2 separate regions of the Bactrocera dorsalis genome follow, and region 1 is linked to region 2. The links are chromatin contacts, called in public Hi-C maps. All regions are on one chromosome and are shown on one strand. The core of a region is the stretch at or near the end of the contact, and the rest is flanking DNA. Distances in the headings are between cores, read along the strand shown. Region 1 overlaps LOC105228744 (ets DNA-binding protein pokkuri). Region 2 overlaps LOC105228744 (ets DNA-binding protein pokkuri).

Region 1 (6,979 bases), core at 3,181-5,680, 61 kb before region 2:
GTCCCAATGCGACATTTTTACTTGTTTACATACCTAGCCAGAGATAGGCCTCAAATTTGATTCGAAAACGTCGGAACTTTTCAAAAACCATGACAGCTTAACACGACTTACGCGAGATCTGTCAAAAAAGCCTATTGAAAAAAGTACCTCTACTTGGATCACCAATTATATGAAAATGAAAAAATGTATATTGTTTATGAGAAGTGTTCAGGTATAAATTTGAATCGATAGATGGCGTTGTGGGTTAATAGTGATGTATTGTATAAACGGCATACAATCAGTACTGTTATAGATTTATGAAGATATGTCTTTAAAGAGAAGTGTTGAGGTACAAATTTTTTTTAATATATTTTTCTTATACACAAAACGCCACATTTTGTGCTTTGCCTAAAATTTTAGGGTTTTATTTCAAACCAAACAAATTACGTGCAATTTTTATTATGATCATATAAGACGTTTTCTTCTTTTACAATCCTTTTTAATTTCCCATACTGACTAACAATTGCGCAATTCTAAAAATAATTCTAATTTACACAAAAATATGAATATAGCAAGTCATTGCCTAAATTGCTTGACAAAAATGTAGAAACATTTGTGAGAAATGTTGCTATTTCCTTTTTGATTAGAACCTTATCGGCTTCATCGGCAAGAAGTACTAAAAAATACGACTATAGGTATCGACTAATTTCCTCCATGATTTATGGGTGCAATATATACGTCCTACATATATATACATATATATATTACATACATACATATGCGCAGCACCCCTTGTGACGACAATGGCTAAAATAAAAAAAAGTACAATAATTGAAATCGAAATAAAATATGGTATGTCAAAAGCAGCAAAGGCGGCAACACTAGCACAGCAAGCGCCGATCACTTGTGCTCACATAACGATCAATAATTGCGGACATAAAGTGCTGAATTGCAAATTGCCATACGCTGGCAACAAAAAGGGAAGCAAAATTATATATGAAAAAAAAAATGAAATAAAATAATTAAGTTTAAAAAATAATAAGTGCGCCACATAAGAGTCTGTATGCTTATTTGTAGGTACAAGTGTTGTACATTTTTATACAAATGTATATAGTACATATGTATGTATATGACGAAGTATGCAAAATGCGAAAAGTATTTCCTTATGTATGCGCGCCGCTGCACTGTGGTGTAGTCTTATCGCTAATGGCGCAAAACTAAAAAGAACACAAAAATTATTAATACTGATGTATATACAAACATTTGCGCCTGCAAAAATGTTGAAACCCTCAAAAAAATATAAAAAATATATATATGTACATATATGGAAAAAATAACGTATACTTTGCGGCAGTTCCTGCTTCTTCCGCGAATTCCGCATTTGATTGAATATTGTATTATCGCAAGTGCAAAAGCTATTGATTGCATGTACATATGTATATACATATATATATATGTATATATATGAGGTATGCAAATACATATGTATATGCTACTTATGTATGTGCGCGCTAGCCTGCACCTGATCGCGCGTCGCCCACTGCCAACACCGCGCGCTGGTAAGTACTTACTTACTTATAGCGCGCTACTAGCGCTTGCCTAGTAATTGCATGTGTGTAGCTATGCGCGCCGCTATAGAAGCCAGAAATCGTGGCGCGTCGCCTGCTACCAACCCTTCCGCCTACTCACAGGACGTCAAAACACCAACGCCAGCGTCGTCGTCGTCGTCGTCGCAATTAGCGTACGATTAAAGTGTGCAAGGCGCAAGACGCGCGGCAAACCGCTTAAATTACAATTGTGTATGCATGTGGGTGGGTGTGTATGTGCGCGCACGAATATATTGCATGTAATAGCAGGCGTCAGCTAGATTTGCTGTCGTTAACTATTTCTCTTTCCTGGTTTTGATTCTGGCTGGCTGATTTGCGCGCGGTCTTCCTCCCCTCCACAATTTGCAAAGAAAAGTGCGGCGCACAGAAGAAACCGAAAACCCGCAAACATATATGCATACGTAAATACTGTCGGGTATATGTATGTATGTATGTATGTAGCAACAGACACAGAAGCAAGGCAAAGCAAATACAATAAATTAAATTCACTTCCGCATTGCTCCACAAATACACAGCAACAGCGACACAACACGACAGCAGCAGCAGCAGTGGCAACGACAACGTAAGAGCGCAATACAATACGACGTACAAAACGAACGAGCGCAACGTCGGTGAGGAAGACGACGATGACGATGACGACGACGACAACAGCGTTGATGAAAACAACCAAAAACTATGCGCGAAAAGTGCTGGTCGCCGCCACCGCTGTCATCGTCGCGCGCGTCGTTTTGGTGTGCGCCTCAACCAAAGCTAGAAGCAGCAAACTAAGTGGGAAAGCTGACCCGCGTAAGTCACTTGCACACTTTCAGCAAAAAACTTAACTGCGAACATAAATTACGAGTACAATGTGGGTTTGCCGCATGCGCACGGCGTTCTGTCTCCCCCCATTCAGTGCCTTGGTTAGACGCGCGGTCGGTGGTTTGATTGGTTGGTCGATCGGTCGCTCGGTCAGTTAACCAAGTGATCAGTTGATAGGGAACTCAGTCGGCCCAGTCGTGCATGACCAGTTTCTGCTGGCGCGTAAAACGTACCGACGTTTCATAGGAACTAGAATATATTTACATAAAATGTGATGTGTAAGTACATGTATCTCGGCCACAGATGCTACACCTCGATCGTCTTGAACGCTGAGACAGTGTGCGAATTCACGGAAATATGAAATAGAATTACAGATTTTTGCTTTGAGGGGAAGGTAGGGTGGAAAGAGTTCCTAGTAAAAGTTTTTAGATTCGAATTTTCAACCCGAAGAGACAGATGTGATCTTAGAAGTTTGTAAGATGGTTTCAAAACCAGATTTGGGTTAGAAAAATCGAAATAAAAATGTCTTAGTATGGTATAACATCAGAGTTTGATAAAATATATATTCATATATGTATGTATATAATATATACGTAAAAAAGTATTTCTTTATGTCACTAGCTTTGATTTGCCTTAAAAACCCCTTAAATACGAAATATTCAAATCATCGACTATATTTGGATAAATAAAAACCAAGTCGCCAAACCAAAAGTTCTTTCCACATTTCACTCGAAAATTATATTATTTGGAAATTCATAAGAAAAACCACGGAATCTGCCAAAATCGTTGAAAATGTTCTTAGTCAGTGCCTACTAAAAGAGTTTGCGGTTGGAATAATCTTCCAATGATTTCTAAACCAAACGGGGCCGGTATATGAAAGAACTTTTTAGTGAAGGAATGAAAATAAGTGAAATTCCTTGGAAGTAACGAACTTTCAGACTAATAATACTTGTTTAAATATAAATCCTTCTTGAAAATATTATTGCCGATCACAAATATCATCGGTATTAAGTAATTTTGCTTAAGCGTTGAAGCAAAGTGAGGACTTAACCTTTCAATTCGTAATTTTCTCCAGCCAAAAAGTTTGGTTTAGGCTTTAAAATACTTTACTGAATATCTTATCTGCAAACGTGAAGAAATCTTATTTCTACTCCTAATTTACATATGTCTTAACCCACTTTATAATTTCTCACGAAAGTCCATACCGATCCGCACATACCCACTGTATGCCTGACATGCATCCATGCGAACGCAGCGTAACGCCAACCCAACGACCGCAACCAAATCTCAATCTCAGCGAAGTATATATGTATGTACGCATGTGCTGAAATAAGTGGAAAATGAATAAAGTAGGAAGTGAAGCGCTGAGCGCGTTGCAGTCGAAGTCACCGGTGAGCGTGAACGCGGTGGAGAGGACGGCAAGCAATGAGAAAAAGAAAGGCGAAACAGCGGTCAAAAAGACAATGACTACGAAGAAAATACAAGTATTGCAGTCTGCGCAGGGAACGGAGTCAACAATAATAAATAAAATGCAGCACACGCTCTCTTACATGTTCTCTCTATCTCGTGTGCCAACGCTCATTACACTTGTAAGATTATAAATTGTTGTAAAATTAGTGAGCAGATTTGTAGGACTGAGTAAAACTCCGAGATGTTAGAGAGCGCCTCTGTGTAGGCTGAGAAAAATACATAACTTAATCGTAAGCGCTAAAGAAGCCGCATTAAGAGAGCGCGTCTGTTCGTTTCGAAGAATGCGCGGAATTTTTTATTTGTGTGTGTGGAGAAATAAATAATTATTTGCATTTTTGCAAACTGAAATGACTAGCGCAGAAAAAAATGCACGCTCTTCGGAGAGCGCACTAATGATTGTGAGAGCACGAGTGAGCGAGCGAAGGCGCGATCACTTGCCGCTGACGCATAAAGAAATCAATTATATTTACTATTTTCTGTGTGGAAGCTTGATAGCTGACTTATGCGGTAGCTTTATCTCAAAGTAAGCTACGGCTTCTACTCACTAAAACAACAAGCAACTGCTCTGTAATCGCCACAGCTGTGTTGAATGTTGTGCTCACGCTCTCTGCTTCGTAAGCGGGAACACAGGTGTGCGCGCGGTGTTGTTGATCACCACGTTGGAAACAACTTTAAGGCGTTTGGGGCAAGTAAGCAAGTCATAGCCCGTCGCCATATACGGAAATGAAACTAGTTTAGTGATGTTTCACTTGACTTGGTATGGATGTGCTCCACTTACAGCAAACGTACCGACTATAACAACAACAACGTAAAAGACTCTCGTAACATGACTGCATAAGAAGGAGTTGCAGTTTTACTTACATATCTACTTACTTACTGACTTTGCGGGTAACCCATAGGTAGAAATATAATATGCTGACTTGTAAATGGGGGACTTATCAATTGTTCACTAGGGTATTAAAGCATAATGCGAAATAGCATAACACAACATACTATATTAGCATAGTTTAGTACAGTAAAACATAGCATGACATAAATTTACATAGCATAACAGAGCATATAGTAACGTAGCAGATATGACATAACATAATTTAGCATAGCAGACATAACATAAATACTTTAACATACCATAATAACAGTTTAATATAGCATGATGTAACGTAACATAACATAACAGAAAATAACTTTACATAGCACACTTGACATAACAGAACATAACGTAACATTGCAAAGCATGACATAACAAATCGATCGTAGCTTAATATAAATTTACGTAAAAACATAACATAGCTTAACTTAAGATAGCAGAACACAACATAACTTAGCATAGCATAACATAACATTATTTAACATAACATAGCAGAACATAATTTAGCCTAACTTAACATAGTATAACATAACATTATTTAACGTAACATGGCAGAACATAACTTAGTATAGCATAACATAACCTAACTCAACAATAACAGAACATAACATAACTTAGCTTGGCATAACAAAACATTATTTAACGTAACATAGCAGAACATAACTTAGCAGAGCATAACATAACATAGCAGAACATAACTTAACCTAACTTAACATAACATAACATTATTTAACGTAACATGGCAGAACATAATATAACTTAGCCTGGCATAACATAACATTACTTAACATAACATAGCAAAACATAACTTAGCATAGGCAAACATAATATATCGTAGCATAGCATAACATTGCGGCCTTCTGTTTCTTTGAAAGTTCGTTAACTTGAAAGAAAAAGTACCGATTATTTCAGCTTATGTGATCGCCAAAAATGGAAATGAACTGTTTGCAAATAGTCTGGAATAAATAAGAAAAATGCGGGTTTGCTACATACATACATATGTACATACACAGTTATATCAGCAGTTAAATATATATTCATTTGAACGAATATACATATTTATAATTTATCAGCAGTTCGATGACTAAATTGCTTTTTTAGGCATAAAAGTGTGATCATTTCATTGGAAGGTGCCTTATTTATTCTTCAAGTTCTTTAAGGTTTAACAAGAAGCAGCTTATCTGTTTCTTGGTTATACTTGTATAATTATAAAAAAATATTATTAATATTTTATTTTGGGCAATATGCAATAATGAACGACTGAAGTTGGCGGATTATCGGTAATTATTGTAATCATTCACTGAATTTCTTAGACCCCATTTTAAGATTGGGAAATACATATGTTTTTTCGGTGGAAGATTTCTAGCGGTGGTTCACCCGAACTGTGCAATTTTGTTGATTTTGACCTTTATTTGTTTGGGAATGTGTTTATTTTTGCTCTTCACTTTTTCTAATATTTTCATCTTTGAAGATGTCGAAGGTCGTCCAGAGCAAAGCATGTTTTCAACGATCTCTCGACCATCTTTGAAGGCTTTGTACTAATCGTAGACTTGTGTTTTTGTATATACCGTAAGCCTTGCCCAACATTTGCAACGATTTCGTATTCTGATGTATTCTTCTAGTAAATCGGTTATCTATTTTGAACTTGGTTGCTTGGTCCACCACATAATGTAGATAATAAGTGCTAAAGAGCATAGAAACTACAGTTGGGAGAACATAATACTACTGGCTTATTCTTCCGTTAAACCTTTATCGCATCGCAATTCTCTATACTTAATAGTTATTAGTTTTAGTCTTCTTTAACTGAATATGTTCAAATGGAGTATCGACGTTTTCAAGGATCTTAAAACTATAAACTTTATATTTATAAAAACTTTTATCAACACTTTTACTTGTCTTGAAAGATCTATTGTCGTCGTTTGATACAAAACACTACGATTTGAGGTTATGTAAATTGTTGGAAAGATTTCCTTGAATTTGTCAAGCCTTAATTGTATCAAAATTCGATATTATTGTTGATTAATTGTACTGAAATTCGGTATTTTTGTTGATTAATTGTACTGAAATTCGGTATTTTTGCTGATTAATTGTACCGAAATTCGGTATTTTTGTTGAATAATTGTACCGAAACTCGGTATTTTTGTTGATTAATTTTAATGAAATTCGATACTATATTTGATTAATTGTACCGAAATTCGGTATATTTGCTGATTATTTGTACCGAATTTCGGTATTATTGTTGATTAATTGTACCGAA
Region 2 (6,442 bases), core at 2,362-4,861:
TATTGTAATTATTTATGCTTCGTTTTATGGCTTTGCTTCTTCTCCAAATGCTTGCTTGCTTTTTTTTTTCATTCTTGATCGTTTTCTCTTCCGTCTGCGGCGTCGTCATCCGGGTCCGCCGGTTACACTCCTCTTTTGAGTGCGCTCATTAGAGCGTTCATACAACCATGCGTTCGAACGAACCAACCAAACAACCAACCGATCGTCAAGTTCATTTGTGCAACACCGCTTAACTGCCGGCGATTATTTATTCTTTGTGGGGCGTGCATTGCAATATTTTGAGAAATGTCTTCCTGGATGTACTTAATTGAACGGGTGATCCATTTAAGCCATACAAAGGCGCACTTTATGTGCTTTCTCTTCCTCAGTGAGATCAACACAACTTAGTTTTTGAAGATTTCTGGCGGATGTAGAGTATATTTTTGGAAATTTATACCCTGAAGAGGGTATAATAAGTTTGCCGCGAAGTTTGTAACACCCAGAGGGAAACATCGGTGGGTCTGTAAGGTATATAATCGTTTAAATAATTTATCGGCGATGATCTGAGTCGATTTGGACAGGTTCGTATAGACGGTATGGTTCTATACATGCCAACTACTCCCTGAAATTTAAAGTTATCGGTTTGAAATTTTTCAACTGTCTCTTTCTCCTCAAGAAATATGTTATGTGTATGTCAGAACCACCGATATTGACTCAATAAAAAGCATATTACTGCCATACAAACTGTCCCTCAATATCAAGCCTTGTATGGAAAACGTTTTATTTAATAAAGTATCTTCAATAGGTTATTGCCCAAGGCAACGGAATAATCTCAGAATTATGTTCAAATCGGACCACTACTGCATACATATATGGTATCAATCCCACAAACTGACCGATAAAACTGAAGTTCTTGTATTGAAACTTTTCCTTTGTAAAGGCTATTCTAGCTCTCGAAATTTCAGTTCCCGAACAAGACGACAAATTGAACTGTTGTTCAGTCATCGATCCAAATGAATGAATCGTTTATGAAAATGTTGCCTTTGCAAGGTTTATTGAAAATTTCTACAATCATTTTCTTACAGAAAATTTTGAGAATCTTATATAATCCTCGAATAAAGTTAGACTTTTTCAAAAGAATAAAATCAAATAGTCACGTTGACTAGAATATTTACTATTACCGCGAGTTAATTCTGGGATCTCTAGAGGATGATAGGTGAAATCGAAATAAGTTTATTAAAATCTTCGGAAATACCGTTATTTATAATTTATCTGCCGTAAGAAATTTTGTCATCTTATTTTCTTTATTTACAAAACCAATAATGATTTTGATGACTTATGAAGAAGAAAAGGCTATTTGAAAGACTTTTGTGATTAAAACATCACATAAGATTCTACCGGACTACCTTCGAGTTTTGAAGTAACTCTGCTATAATGTCGGGAACCATACACAAAAACGGTTATCTGAGGAAATTGCAGACCCTTATCAACAAAATTTAAATCGGATATGTGGGTATTCGGGTTATTTATCAACAAAATGGGTGGGTCTTCAAATTAGATATGTGGGTATTTGGATTACTTATGATCCTATAGTAACTGCTTGTATACTTCTTACTCATACATATTTGAACTCTTGCCGGTGAAAGCTTTACTCTGGAAAATGTATAGTATAGTTCAAAATCGATTAGGTTAAAAATTTCCAATCAAATGACCGCCATTTTATTTCTGTGTCTTCATATATTCTTAGCTTTTACTCCAAGCTTTACCCTCATTCGTTAATCTAACTTGGCCTCTTTGGATCGCTCACGATAAGTTCTTCATCCGATTGCTCGCTGGGTCTCACCGTCCGTCCCTCTTCCCACTTTATGCGTCTCTATGCCAGCAAGCTGCCCTCATTTGTTCTCTGGTCGCATCCGGCTTTACGTCTTTTTCGTTTTATGCATACACAAATACGCACTAGTGTACATATGTACAACGTTTCCTTGGAAATTGAAGACAGTGCATTTCTCGCAGCAATCAAAGCCGCAACAACAACAAGAACAACAATAAAAGTAACATTAGCGGCTGCAGCAACAGCAACCACATTCCAACCATCCACACATTTTCTACAGCGGCTACAAACGAGCATACACTCGTAAAGAACAACAACAACAACAACAATAATAATAGCCACAACAGGAATACTTCACAAAGTTAGCGGGTGAGCTATGCCCGCACGTACATATGTAAAGACAGGCGGACAGACCCATAGCGGCGTAGGACGTAATGGCTGAGCGGGCAGCGGCAAATGATCGTCTGTAGTTTACACACACGCACACGCAAGCAGTTCATATATATGTGTGTATGTATGTACAGACCCCCTCAAAGTAAAAATATCTTTTCCCTATCTGCGCTCAACCATATACACACATACACATACATACAGAAGACGTAAATATATTGTGTATTCGCTCGAGGAACGAGGAAGCGAAAAAGTTTCGATAAATAAGCAAGAAAAAATATAAACAATCTGTCATAAGAGCGGCCGAGAATTATAAGTGGATTTGTGTGTGCATATGTACGTATGTATGTGTGTGCCTGAAGTGTATTTGCCTGAAGAAAGCAAAGTGTTGGGAAAACAGGGTGTTGCATCAGCAATTCTGACTGTTTTACTTGGTCATTTCGTTGTGGCCACAAGCACACCTTTAAGCATATTAAGAAAAAAGCTTTTCTTTGATTGTACTGAAGCTTTAATACCCTTTACAGGTGCTTTTATACTAGCATAAAAGGGCCTAAAAGATCGTTATATTGATTTTGATCGATCAGTTTGTGTGACAACTATATAATATAAAAATCCGATCTGAATAAAATTTCCTGAGATTATAGGCATTTCTTGGGCGATAATCTAAGCCAAATTTCGTGACGATATCTTATCAAATAAAGATGATTTCCATATAAAGACTAAATCGGCCCAACTCCTCAACCTGACCTTTTATATAAATAGGTGCTTTGTAGGGTCTCCGACGTTCTCTTCTAGATTTTACAAACCTCATGGCAAGCTTTATATACCCTGTTCCGGATATAATTATATACATATACAAACATACTTATGTTTATGTAGCCTTTTCCGCTCCATCCGCTGCTCATATGCTCGCTCACCCAGTTGCCCACTGCCACAGCTGCTTGTCGTCTCCGCTTGCTGGTTTTCTCACATCTATCTACACATAACATAAATATGTAGCTATGTACATATTTACGTATGAATGTACATATGTATGTATGTATGTATCTTATTCGTGCTCTGTTTACCCACTAGCGGATACGATCGGTCTTCCTTTAACTTGTTGCACGTTGCGCGAGCGCTTCCTCCAACTTGTGCACTGTTTGATTGCTACCATTTCAAACATACAAACTTACAAACAATATATACATACAAACATACATCTGCACATATTTAAGACCATAAATTATATATGTACATGTAGTCGTTTTTGCTGGCCGCTTGCGGTTGCATTGTGTGAAACAAGTTTATTTGATTTTTGTTGCCATCATTGTTGTTGTTGTTGCTTGTCATTTTGCTTGGTATGCACACTTCCGTTTGCGGCGTCTGGGCGAACATACATCGACATCACATACATATGCACATACATACAAACATGCACTGTTGCCGCCAACTACAGCCACTGCCACTGCCACAGCGACTGCATCTTAACGGCAACAGCAACAACGGACGTTGCTGTGTTGTTGGCACGTTGCGACGTTTTAGATGTCGAGTCGAGTTTCGCAAGGTAGCCTGATCTTAATAGCCGTCATCAATCGTTTTTTTTTGTTGTTGTTGATTCTGCTTCTTGCTTGTGCAGCAGCATCAGTCGCAGCACTCGTTAGTATCGACAGCAGCAACAACAGCAACATCAAAGTTATTGTCGTCATCGTCAACATCGTCGTTTTGTATGAGTTAGCAATTCGTTGTTGTTGTTGTTGCTGCTTTTTTCATGTTGAAACTTCCATATGTGCTGCAAAGTTAAACGACAAGCATTGACATACAGTGGGCAAGTTAGATTAGGGTTGTTAATAGGCTTTGAAACTTTTGTTATCTGCTCAAGGTCGAAGGCTGGAAGTTTGGACATGAAGAGTCTAGGTACTCGGTGGTTTGATTTTTGGCGGTGGGTGGTCCACGGAACGAAAGTTAGTTCGCTGATAACTCGAGCAAGTTTTTAAATGGCGATGCTCATTTTAAGTTAAAAAAATTTTAGACTTTCGCACATAGATACACCCAAAAATGTAGCCGATCTTTCGCAAAACTGCTAGCACTGCTAGCAACCTTGATAAACGAGGAATGTACCGCGACTTTAGGTCTATTGTGCCCTCAAACTTATTGTCCGAAAATATTCGAACTGAGTTGAATACATAGATATCTAAGCAACAATGGTCAAAACCCGAAATCCAGAAGTTAAAAAAAAGTTTCTCGATTACGTCAAAATGACGCAATCTCTTTTTTTCTGTCTCTCTGAGTATTTTCTGCGTTCACTGTTCGATTTAGAGCACCAAATGTAATTGTGAAGTACTTGGGATTCAGCTCGAGAGGACTGCAGAATGATTGTTGCCCAGGTCGCAAACTACTTACATCACATGCAAGCCGGTTGGGCATAAATAACGACGATACATGCAGAAAGTATAGAAAAGTAGGCATGAGAGCGACACTGGAACATCTCCTATGCTTCTATACAGTAATATCTAGAACTCGTCTTAGATATCTAGGAGCTTCGGAGTTCAAGGGACTGGTTGAAGTTACAAAATTAGATATCAAGTTCGCAAAAGGTATTAGCATCCTGTAGCACTAACACTTCAGCTCTGGAATTACTAAGAACCCGTGTATGGCGTGGCAACCAACCAGTATAAGCTAACCTAACTTCTAATTCAATGTTGGGAAGCAGACTTTTTTTTTGAAAATAATAACTCTCAAGCGCTAACTGTTTGGACTGGAGGGCAAACACTGCTGTTGTAACTAATTTTCCTAATTTAAGGATTCAAGAGCACTCTAAAAATACTTGACATTGGCACTTTATTCTTAGAATTATGCATCCTGGAAATCAAACGTCTATCGTTTATGCTTTTTAGACAGCTATTTGTTAGTATAACAGAGTTTATATTGACACATTGATAGAATTGGGTGGCCACTGGACCATCGTAAGCACCTTTTTCAAGGGAGCATCTACCAGGAAAAACATACTAGTAAGGTATAAGTATATAGCTTTTCAGATATATTCACTTTTTGAAAACCGGTAGACTTGAAAAGAGATGGTTCAAGTTTTTGACCAAAAAAGTTTGAAGTTAATTAGTTATCCAAAATCCAGTTAATCCAGAGATCCAAAAATCATCTCGATCGAATACTGGATAATATTATCTAGAATCAAGCAATAGTCTCCAAGTACCAGAGTTCCTCGTATTTGATAAATATACTTTCGGAAAAAGTATTTCCAGTCGATTTTTGAAACTTCCCGACTGACCTAACCTAAAAACAACTTTTGAAAATTCATTTAGTTCTACATGTGAGCTTTAAGGTTTAAATTTTCCATGCCTTGCTTCATTTCCATAAAAAAACTGCTTTAAATCAGCTATTACAACAAAAAATACGTCAATATATTTGGAAGCTTATCACTTTTCACATATATTTTTCTGATTTAACATCGAAATTCGACCACACTGCACCACTGTGATGTGCGGCTGTTCCCAATACGCGCGCATCCGGCACATTACAACTCTGTCCGCGCGCGCGTCTTCTCACTTCACCAAAAACGGCAAGAAAACGGTTTTTTGGAAGGAAATTAACATATTACGCGATTAAAACACGAAATATCGAAATATTTTTCATAAACAAGAAATTGCTACATTTGGAGGCGCGCACGCTGTAAAAGGTGTTTGCGCTGCGTCGATTCGATTTTTTTTTTCTGTGCTGTACTTCAGCGCATATTACGTTTGCGTGCTGCTGTTTGCGACGCGCAAATCGGAGATCGCACGCCGCACCCAACCGAGCGACGCATCGAACGCGTAAGCGAACATACAGACAGCGCACAGCTGTGATCGCCGCGCTGAAGATGCTGTCTGTGTGGGTTGGGCGCGTTGCGCGCTGTTTCGGCAACCCGTTTTTGCGGATACAGTGCGGTGGGTTCACGTCCGCATTGCCAGCGGATGTATTTGTTTATTTGTCTGCTTTTGTTGTTGTTGGTAGATATGTATGCATGTGGAAATCGCCGCAAAACGATTTGCATTTATTTCGGTTTCGATTTTCGGCTTCAATACGCCGCCGTCTAATAACAATGCACACATACATACATACGTGTAAATATAGCTATTCCCAAGCGGAAGTGTGTGTTCAAATACACCCACATGCCCATTGTACCGCTTTAGTACACCCCTTTCACCCTGCGCCAACGCGTCGCTGTTAGTTAGTAATCTCGTATATCGATTTCGTAAACTTTATCTT

The links. Hi-C and Micro-C count contacts between places; a contact is called where the count stands out from the background.
Region 1: a contact with region 2 is called in a Hi-C map of whole body, with 4 times the contacts expected there. The contact joins two enhancer-like sites. A contact is called at or near these places in 2 of 2 Hi-C or Micro-C datasets (both in whole body).

The regions. Positions count from the first base shown.
Region 1 is chr1:97,558,767-97,565,745 of ASM2337382v1, reverse strand. All of the region lies in intron 1 of LOC105228744 (ets DNA-binding protein pokkuri), which reads left to right. Among protein-coding and RNA genes, the nearest start is that of LOC105228744, 8.9 kb to the left of the region's middle. Within about 2 kb of position 4,430, the one cell type or tissue checked has open chromatin away from gene starts, as enhancers often do.
Region 2 is chr1:97,497,355-97,503,796 of ASM2337382v1, reverse strand. The region is part of intron 1 of LOC105228744 (ets DNA-binding protein pokkuri); the gene reads left to right. Among protein-coding and RNA genes, the nearest start is that of LOC105228745, 17 kb to the right of the region's middle. Within about 2 kb of position 3,611, the one cell type or tissue checked has open chromatin away from gene starts, as enhancers often do.